2 separate regions of the Mus musculus genome follow, and region 2 is linked to region 1. Evidence: chromatin contacts called from public ChIA-PET data. All regions are on one chromosome and are shown on one strand. Each heading gives the region's core, a stretch centred on a gene start, on an enhancer-like site or on the middle of the called end of the contact. The rest is flanking DNA. Distances are from core to core; before and after follow the strand shown.

Region 1 (5,245 bases), core at 1,668-4,167:
AGCATTCCTTTATTAAAGGAGTCATGCTGTTGTTCAGCAAACACCAGTGTCTGTCTAGTCAGCATCAGACACCATGCCAGGACCAAGAACGAGGAAAAGAAATGGGGCAGATGAGGTAGCACAATAGGGGAATCTGATCGCTAGTGAGGGAGAAATAAGAGAAGAAATAAATGAGCTAGTATATTACGGATACTATGTATAATAAAGGTAAGGAGATAGAGAACTGCGATAGGATTTGTTTCGAGTTTAGGGATGGCTATTTGGCTAGGTACAGTCTCCATTGATCTCAATGCCTGGATAAGTCCAGTGACGTGAAGGTCCAGAGAATGGGAGTCCCAGGCAGTTGGGCACTCTCATGCACAGGCCTTGTGATAAGACTGTGATTCGAAGAACAGAGGGCAAGTCAGTGGGAGAGAAAGGGGCTGGAACGTGAAGGCAGGACAACGAATCGAGACAAGATGAAGGCAGGACAACGAATCTCAACAAGATGAAACCAATGGGCAGAGGTTGTCTCGTGGAGTCTCTTGGGTCTAGCAAAGAGTTATATTCTTCTCAAAGAGAGCTTGGAGGTCATCTGGTACAGGCTTTACTGTTTTTCTTCCTCAGAGACCCTGGTTTTATGCAAAACCCAAGGAAATCACAGAGAGGAATGCTCTACACCCCACTCTGGATCCCCACTCCTACCCAGTTCGCCTCTCCTTATCCATTTAGCACATTCTAGTTCAGTGTAAGCATTAGCCGCTCTGTGGTTTCACAGCTGTGTCCTGTTAAAGACAGCTAGAAAGTCTATCACCCCACCACCAGAAGGCGGGACTTACTCCCTCGCCTTGCTTCTGGGTTGATCCTATGACTGAGTTAACCAAAGGATGTAACAGAATCAAGACGGACAGCTTCCATTTCCTCCTCAACAGATGGGCTCTTGCAGCCTCAGCTGCTATCTAAGACGTACTCTTGCCCTGTTGGAAACTGCACAGGAAAAAGGAAAAACCCAGGAAGAAACAGACAAGAATCCCCGAGAGACTGACTGTCCAAAGCCAAGCTGTACCAACGACTCTAGCTACCACCGTGGCCATCCTGGTGGTGGTGAAAGGTGCTGGCATTCTATCTCCAGCCCACACGGCACTGAGCAGAAACACACCAATCCTGGACACCTTGTTGTGAACCTTCGAGTGGTATCCACAGGAAATGGTGGCTGTTTTCATTCCCTTTGTATTGGGTGGGTTGTCGGACTGCTATATAGATCACTGGAGAAAAACTTTGAACAGAGAGTTGGAAAAATAACTTCTCTGAGCAAGATCAGTGAGTGGCTTTCCAAGAAAATCAGATAGCTCAGCTCGGGCAGCAGAGAGGTAGTGGGGAAGGGCAGGTTACCAGACTTCAGAGAAGGGCTGGCCTGAGATGGAGTCACAGTTTTACCTACATTCTGAGCTTTCTTGGTTCATTCCTTAGAGGCTTCATGTCAAATGCTAAAGTGCAGGGGGCTTGGTTAGGAGTCCACTTGGAGAGGCAATATCCTGCCACTGCTGGAGTCCTTGGCAAACAGGTAGGTGTAGAGGTAGAGATATGGCTCAGGGCTTAAGTGAGCCTTCCAGAGGACTCAAGTTGGGTCCCCACCACCCACATCAGGTGACTCACAGCCACCTGTGACTCCAGCTCAAAGGGATCTGATCCCTTCTTCAGACTTCCATGGGCAGGTACACGTATGTCATATATTCACACAGACAGGCACATATACACAGAAATAAAAGGAATGAATGAATGAATGAATGTTTTGGTGGTGTAGGGAGTGGACCTGCTATACAAATGCACTGACTGATGAGCTTCCATGAGCTAGGTTCACCCAGTCCTTCACACAACTGCATTTGTATTGAGGGCCTTTTCCCCGTTAATTCTCAGCTACTGATCAGAGCAAAAGCAAGTACTCCCCTAGCCGAGCCCCTTCTTATCTTAGCTCATGCACCCTCTTCGTCTTGCATGTGTGCTTGTCTTTGATTTCTGTTTCTCCTCCTAGCAGACAGAAGAGAACTTTAGGCTCAGAGTACTCAGCGAGCATCAGGAGACTTGAGAGACTCTCGATGCGATCCCTTCACATCTGTTAGTTTTTCTTGTATTTCTTTTTAAGGGCCTATTGCTTGCTTCTTTTTGAGTTTGATATAAAGATTTTCCAGAAAAGAAAGGAAATGAGCTAGTTTTTAAAATTATATTGGGTACCAGAAATGGTACAAGTGGTACAATTTGACAAGACTAGGATGAGGTCCCAGGTGACTGGCACAAAATGCTGCCCCATTGACCGATGTCATCCAAGCTTTGTCTATGGGCCTCACTTTGAGCTGTCAGAATCAGGAGAAGCTGACAGAGCCCCTGAGTGTGTGTACTCTCCTCCTGTGTACACTACAGTAGCCTTGAACTCAGCAGAGAGAGGATGGGGTACCCGGAGGGGTTAACAGGGTCGACCCTAAGCCCGTAATGTGCAGTTAGTTGGTAGATCCCTCAACAGTGGCCCTGGAGCCTCCACACCTGTCCTGGGACTCCTGCCCAGGCCTTGTGTCGGCTCAGCTCTCTCTGACCTTCCCCCTGTCTGCAGCTCCTGCCTCCCTAATGCGCTCAGCACTTTTAGCTGTTCTGTGATAGTCTCTGAGGGCGCAAGGATGAGAGCCTTGCCGAAAATGTGCATCTTCTGCAGAAAAGGGCCACAGAACACTTAGAGAGGAAAAAGGGCAAAAGATCAAAGCGGTCTGGAACAGAAAGGGGAAGAAGGGGCTATAAAATTTGAATGAAGAGCCTGGAAAAAGCAGGGATAAGGTAGAAAAGGCTTTGTTTGTAGTCAGAGCAAAGAGGAGACAGGGGAGGAGGAGGAGGGGAGCCCTTCCAAGGAAGAGGCTTCTTAAAAGCTTGTGATGTTGATTTCCTCTGATCAAAGCATCCCAGCTTACCCACACTGTTGATCTCCGGTGCTGAACGAAACTGACATTTTCTTCTGGCACATACTGTTTCTGTGGCCCCTTCATCTTCCTGGGTGTCACCTCCTCTGGGAAATCTCAACTCACAGAATCTAAAACAGAACTCTTCCTTGCTCTCTAGTTCTGATCTCTCCCTGGGTTTCTTTATTATTTGTCAAGGGTTGATTTCATTTAGTCATTGCTGACTGACATTAGATAGTAACCCCACAAAGGCAGGCACTTCTCCAGTCAGCTTTGTTTCCGCATCCAGACAGACTTCAGGAAACAAATGTCTGGAGAACTAATCCCACCAGTTAATGTGTCAAGGCTCCCTACATGTCTAAGACAATAATACTGGGAATGAACGATGGATCAGACAGGAAATGCCCCTAATATTTTATATAACATGACTTGTTTCAGAGGGCTCGCAGTGTGCTAGACACTCTATATGTTGTGCTTTATTTAATAACCAGAGGCACTGTGCAGGTATAACATACTAAGCAGCAGGTGCTACACACACTGACTTACCTAAGCAGCACAGAGAGATTAAAGGCTGTGAAGAGCTGAGAGCCAGGAAGCTGCAGAGGCTCAAATCATACAAAGGTGGGAGTGGCTTACTCCATAGCCCAATCCTGGAGCAGTGCTCTCTTAGCATCCTACTGTGAGCACAGCAGAGTAGTAATGATCTTTGTTGTCCAAACATCCTTTAGTGGGACTGAGGACCTGGGTCCAGGTAGGGCCCCGGGGAGAATCTAGTTTTCTTTTAGGTTGCCATCTGACGGATATCTGGTCCAATGTTCATCTATCTAGGGCATGAGAGAAGGGCAGGGCAAAGGAGAGCTTCCCTGAGAGGAATCCATGGGGAAGTTTACAGAATCCAGGAAGCAGGTGGAGAGTTTCATGGAGCCATGTTCCCTCTTGTGTTCATGGGTGTATCCATGTCCTACGAGCATCAGCCCTATGGGGTGGTAACAGGCTGGGACTTCTTGCAAAGCTCTCCTGGGCCGAATAGTTCTCTGTGAGCTTTCGTCTTAGGTGAGAACTTATGGCAGTAACAGAGCACTCTAGTGTCTGTGCTCCTGTTTGTCGGCCCTCAGGGCTGTCAGTTGTCAGAGTCACATTTTCCAAGTTCACAGTTACAAGATAGAGGCTGGTCTCTTGACTGAGCCCAGCTACTGCAGCAGACTTTCACGGGGCTCACCACTGAGAGGGAGTTCAAGTTTACCTGTGACAGACAGCAGCTTGAGAACCATCTCAGAGGGTGTGTCTTCCTAACGCTTGCTTCTCTGCTTGCTAAATCCGTTCTGACTCCTCCAAGTGCCAACATCCATCCATCACTCCCTTCCAGTATTTACCATGTCTACCTTAGTGTGCATGGGCAAGGCACGGGCAAGGCTTTGTCCCAGAACTACTTTTGAAACAGTTAGTGATGATGGAATTAAATCTGTGCTCATGCCTGCATACTCTCCAGTGGCTTTTTGAAACATACCTAATGTTGGTATTCTGTCTAAACTCTACTCCCACAATTACCTGGCAACAGCCAGATAGGCCTAGCCCACTATAAAAGGGGCTGCCTGCCTCCTCCTCTCTCTCTTACTCTCTTGCCTTTCTCTATTGTCTCTTGCCCTCTTGCTCCCCCTCTCTCCCCATTCCCTTTCATCCTCTCTCCACGTGGTCATGGCTGGCCTCTACCTCTCTACTCTCTTCTTCTCTCTGCCTTTCTCTCTGCCTCTTTTACCCTCTTAACTCCCCTCTCCATGCCCAGAATAAACCCTATTCTATACTATACCGTCGTGTGGACGGTCCCTCAGGGGGAAGGGATGCCTTGGCATGGGACCACTGAGGCACCTCCTTCCCCCACACCTCACCACACCCCAACAGAACATATCTTAATATTCCTTTATCTTTTTATAATCACAACACCTATGAATGAATTATAAATATGCAGGAAAGCAGGTATTTTTGTATTTATCCTGCTGGGCAGGTCTTATTCTCCTGTGTCATGCTAGGAGATTGAGGCTTAGGATAGCCAAGGAACATGTCACAGTCTTGTGGGTACCCAGCAGTGGCAATCTGAACCTAGGGGACCTCTGACCCTGGAGCTCAGTGAGCCAGGTCCTGCTGCTTGACTCTCAGGCTACTTCCATTTAGTTCTGTTTGGGAGCTTCTCAGCAAAGAAAGCCCTGAGTACTTCAAGAAGAGCAGAGACCAGATGAATGACGAAGGTTAATCAGGGTAAGACAGTTCAAAGGCAATGCTCTCCAGTGTGAAGAAAGCAGACTGGAACTGTCACAGGCATCGGACTT
Region 2 (5,245 bases), core at 1,597-4,096, 190 kb before region 1:
TGGTCCACTGTCAGACCCAAGCAGGGTAGGCAAACCACACCTGGGTGTGATGTCTTCCAGAAGCTGCTTTGCTACTATGTTGGCAGTCCCTTCTTTGTAGGGTAGGCTTCTACCCAGCCTGAAAAGATATCTATAAAAACTAGCAAAGACTTGTATCTATATGTTCTGGGTTTTATTTCTGTATAAGCTATTTCCCAATTAGCCCCTGGCCATTGACCTCTGATTCTGGTTCCTGGAGTGGCCCCTTGACCGGGGCCTGAGGAGTTCACAATCTGGTATGTGGCACAACCTGAGATTACCTGGTCAACTAAGTGTCCTAAGTCAAATATTTTGTAGCTTGTACAGCAGTTCCTTCAGTTTTCCGTGACCCCGGTGTGAAGCTTGGTGAGTCTGATGGATGTATGGCTTAGCAAACTCCTTAGGTAGGACGGTGCAGCCTTCGGAGGTCAGCAACCCTCTGTCTCTTCTGTAAACTCCTTGGCATTTTGCCTGATGTCATTTGTCTTCAGCGGTATATTCCGGAATGGCTGGGAGCACAGGGTGCAGCAAAGCTACCAGGTTGTCAGCAGTAGAAGTTTGGGCTTTATCAGCTAGCCTGTTCCCTCAGGCTATTTCTCGTCCCTTTCTGATGCCCAGAGCAATGAATTATTTGAGAGGAAGCCATAATGTCTCCAATAAAGCAAGTATTCCTTCTTTATTTTTGATGTTTTTTTCCCTTTGCAGTCAATTATCCCCTCTCTTGGTATACGGATCCATGTAATGTACGTGAGCCATAGCAAAGGCATATCTACTGTAGCTATGGCTCCCTTTGTCAGTTTTAAAGCCTGAGTTAGAGCCGTTAGTTCTGTTTTCTGGGCTGAAGTTTCTGGTGGCAAAGCAATTGCCCAAATAACAGAGTCCAAGTCCATTACCTCCACCCCTGCACACCCGATTCCATCTGGGTAAAGCTGCTCCCATCTGTGAAGTAGATACGTTCCACATCTGGCCAGGGTATGTCAGTTAAGTCTGGCCTGGTATTCTGGGTGTGCCTCAGAACTGTGGAGCAACCATGCTGACTGCCTTGCCCTGTAACAAAAGAAAACAACGCACCAGAAACCCTGAGTGGGACAGGAGGAGGAAGTGATTATCCGTGAGGAACGTGCTCTAGTTCGTTGTGAGAGAAGAGGAAACAGGAGGAGATTGGGACTTGTAGAGGGTGGCCAGTGAGGCTGTTTCTGAAAGGTCCTTTGTTAATGAGGGTAGGATTTAAGAGAAGCACTGAGGCGGCCATTGGGGGAGGCGTGGGGCATAGTTCTAGGAGGGGCTGAGCAGGGTGGCTTCCCTGTAAGAGATAGAGGGTGGGTACCCTGTAAGAGATAGAGGGTGGCTACCCTGTAAGAGATAGAGGGCCAGAGGAATAAGAGATTCTGGTGGAGCAATATAGAGTTTGAGTTTTTAGGTATCTTTGGGGGAAATGGAAATGTGTTGAAGATCAGAAATAAAGGCTAAAATTTAACTTGGGAGTGGTTACATAGGTAAAGATGAAGTCATATGGAAGTGGGGAGGTAGAACCTGAGGAAACAAATGCTGTTATTTAAGTTTTTGTTTTGTTTTTTATCTTGACCCAGTGACACATATAAGTGAGTTGCTTTGCTGGAATGAGGCCCACTTGATTATCTGTCTTTTGCAAGTAGAGTGAAAGCAAAATGTGGTTTGTTTTTAATTTAATTTAGGTTTTTTTTTTTAAATTTACTCACTTTACATTCTGCTTACTGCCCCCTCCTGGTCACCCCTCACACATTTCTTGCCCCCTTCCCTTCTCTGAGCTGGGGCGGGGTGGGGGTGGGGGGCTAGGTATCCCCCCATCCTGGCATTTTAAGTCTCTGTGAGGCTCAGCACTTCCTTTCCCACTGAGGCCAGACAAGGCAGCCCATCTAGAAGAACATATCCCACATACAGGCAACAGCTTTTGGCATAGCAAACCCCCTCCCCCCACCTGGTTCCAGTTGTTTGAGACCCCCATAAAAACCAAGTTGCACATCCAGATGAGTGGAAATGTGATTGTTTTGACAGGATCTTGCAGAGTGACCCGCTTGTCTGAAGGCCGTGCGTGCTGGGATTACAGGTGTAGGCCACTGTTGCTTAGCTGGCAAATTAGTTCTTGAGTGCTTTCTACTATGAACAGCAAAGAAGCGAATGTTGACAGTTTACAAAGCCTTTGCTAGTGCACTGGTAAACAGGGACTGTTCAGTTAGTGCTAGGCTCCATTTTACGTATTTCCATCCACTCTGTAAATCCATATTAAAATCTAGGCAAAGACAGCCACTGTATCACATTAGCGAGTATTTTGTTTCTAATACATCTTTTAGTAACAGAAAAACAACACTTTTAGGGGATACTGTTATGGTATGAATGTGAAAAACATGGTACGTTTGACCAGGTACTTCCTTAAAACAATGGAAATACATTTTCTCAACTCCTCTGTGGTTTAAAATGCTTTCAAGGGTTGAAAGAATTTAGATAATTTGTTTTACAGAGAGATAAGGGTCTGACATTTAACACAACCCAGGTGCATGTGGTTTCTTAAAAAATGTCAAAAAGATCACATGACTTTAGTGTACTAAGTCAGAAAAACAAGCTCGTGAATGTTTTAACTGAAATGGAGCATAAAAATTTCCTTAACAAAAAGCCAGAATTTATTACAAAATGATTATGTATTTCTATTTTTGTTAATGATAAAATTAATAACATCTTGTTACATACTTTACTAAATTCTTATTTTAAAATAACTCCATCTGCAGCCTAACTGTATTCTTGTTCTACTCTGCAAACTGAAATACAGCATGGATAGTGCTTTACTTGTTTGTTTTGTGACAGCGTCTTGATAGAGAGCCCTGGCTGGCCTTGAACTTGGAACAGACCCTTGCTACACTCTTAAGTGTTTAGCTCACACACAGGCACTACCACACCTGGCTAACTCATGCTTTAATATGTATGTTTTTAACAGTGGTTTAATATTATGAATTTGTCTCAAATGCTAGTAAGAGAGACTTATCATGAATCATTTTCTCTGTAAAGCTGTTCATCTGCCTTAATAAATGCTGTCTATCCAAAGCACCCACACCTTAGCTAATGTCTGCTTGAAGGAATGTGGCTTAAAGGCTTGTTTGTAACAAAGAAACTACATGTTTCACTTTCTTTTTTTTTTTTTAAAGATTTGTTTATTTATTCATTTTTTTTATATGAGTACACTGTAGTTGTCTTCAGACACACACCGGAAGAGTGCATCGGACCCCATTGCTGATGATGGTTGTGAGCCACCATGTGGTTGCTGGGATTTGAACTCAGGACCTCTGGAAGAGCAGTCAGTGCTCTTAACCACTGAGCCATCTCTCCAGCCCCCATGTTTCACTTTCTCAGCTTGCTTTGTTTTATTCTCTAAATCACCTTTCTGAAACACTATTACTATTTAAAAAACTGTACAGGCAGGAAATAAATTGTCTCCCTGTCCTCACATGGTGGGTGAGTATTCGGAAGGGAGGTCTGTAAACAAGGAAATGGTGATACAGCCACCTTAAGAGGCCCTCAGCTCAAAAGCCAAGGGAGGAGGAGGGTGAACACATCCCAGGTCCACATCCTACAGCACAGCTAAAGGCCCAGAGTCACATCCTGTGCAACTCAATGGGAGCTGGCACTACAGAATTATTTCTGTCTACAACTCAGCAAAGTATACTCTTACTGACAGTTGTGAGTGTATGATAATTTATAAATTAAAATATATTAATTTCCCCTTTGCACAAAATATAAGTATAATAATGGAAATTAGAAAGCACATACTAGTTTTCTATAATCCTAACTACATTCTTTGTTTTAATTTAAATGTTTTGAGAATTTTATACATGAGTATAGTACATTTGCTTCATTTCTTCCCTGATCATCTACCCTCCCCTACTCCTCCCACACCCCCTCCTTTGAAGTCATGACCTGTTCTGTAATTATTCTTAGTTTTGTTTTTTACGTTTTGTTTCTAACAGTGTCTCACTGTACACCATTGGCTGATATCAAACTCAATATGTAGATCCAGCTGGCCTTGAACTCACAGAGATCTGCCTGCCTGTAACTTCAGAGTCCTGGTAATAAAGGCATATATCGCCTTCATGTGTGATGTTGTTGTTGCTGTGTGTATACAAAATGTACTGTTGTGTTTGTACACAGCCTACTGAGTTCCTTTAGGATTGCTTATATGCCAATCACTCCAGACTGCATAACTATCAGAGGCTCCTTTCTGCAGAAAATGTATTTTTCCTCTCAACAGCCATTGCCCGTCTTGTAGCTCTTCATTTAGGGGTAGGATGTGATGAAATTTTTCCTCATCCACATTGGCATGTGGACTGGTTGGTATACAGGTGTAGACTACCATACTGTTTAGACTTCATGGCTGCAGTCATGTCTAGAAGACAGTATTGTCCATTAGGTGTCCTGATCCTCTGGCCCTTACCGTCTTCCTATCTCCTCTTCTCTAATTTTGTCTTGGCTTTTGTCCTTTTTTTTTTTTTAATTTTTTATTATATATTTTCTTTATTTACATTTTAGATGTTATCCCCTTTCCTGGTTTCTCCTCTGACAACCCCCTATCCCCATCCCCTCCCCCTGCTTCTTTAAGGGTGTTCCCCCACTCACTCACCTACTCCTGCTTCTCCAGCTTGGCATTCCCCTACACTGGGGCATCGAGCCTTCACAGGACCAAGGGCCTCTCCTCCCATTGATGCCAGACAAGGCCATCCTCTGCTACATATGCGGCTGGAGCCATGGGTCCCTTCATGTGTACTCTTTGGTTGGTGGTTTAGTCCCTCTCTGGGAGCTCTGGGGGGTACTAGTTGTTGATATTGTTGTTCTTCCTATGGAGTTGCAAACCCCTTCAGCTCCTTCAGTCCTTTCTCTAACCCCTCCATTGGGGACCCTGTGCTCAGTCCAATGGATGGCTGTGAGTATCCACCTCTTTATTTGTCAGGCACTGGCAGAGCCTCTCAGGAGACAGCTATCTCAGGCTCCTGTCAGCAAGCACTTCTTGGCATCCACAATAGTGTCTGGGTTTGGTGTCTGTATATGGGCTGGGTCAATCTCTGGATGGCCTTTCCTTCAGTCTCTGCTCCACACTTTGTCCCTGTATCTCCTTCCATGGCCGTTGTCTTAGTTAGTGTTACTATTGCTTTGATGGAACACCACAACCAAAAAAGTAAGAGGAGGAAAGGGTTCATTTGGCTTA

What was found. ChIA-PET counts read pairs in DNA pulled down with a chosen protein or histone mark.
Region 2: an RNA polymerase II ChIA-PET map of memory CD8 T cells shows a contact between it and region 1, with 1,210 read pairs. The contact joins two enhancer-like sites. A contact is called at or near these places in 4 of 484 Hi-C or Micro-C datasets (CD4 T cells and regulatory T cells) and 7 of 115 datasets of contacts at active chromatin or transcription factors (T-cell acute lymphoblastic leukemia, Th17 cells, memory CD8 T cells and 2 more).

Annotation. Positions count from the first base shown.
Region 1 is chr3:68,785,258-68,790,502 of GRCm38.p6, reverse strand. No RefSeq gene overlaps it. Among named protein-coding and RNA genes, the nearest start is that of Gm35584, 26 kb to the right of the region's middle. Within about 2 kb of position 2,917, at least 41 of the 459 cell types and tissues checked have an H3K27ac peak or open chromatin away from gene starts, as enhancers often do. A contact at or near this core is called in T-cell acute lymphoblastic leukemia, memory CD8 T cells, regulatory T cells and 1 more, where this site is marked.
Region 2 is chr3:68,972,117-68,977,361 of GRCm38.p6, reverse strand. The region is part of intron 5 of Ift80 (intraflagellar transport 80); the gene reads left to right. Among named protein-coding and RNA genes, the nearest start is that of Ift80, 30 kb to the left of the region's middle. Within about 2 kb of position 2,846, at least 37 of the 459 cell types and tissues checked have an H3K27ac peak or open chromatin away from gene starts, as enhancers often do. A contact at or near this core is called in T-cell acute lymphoblastic leukemia, memory CD8 T cells, regulatory T cells and 1 more, where this site is marked.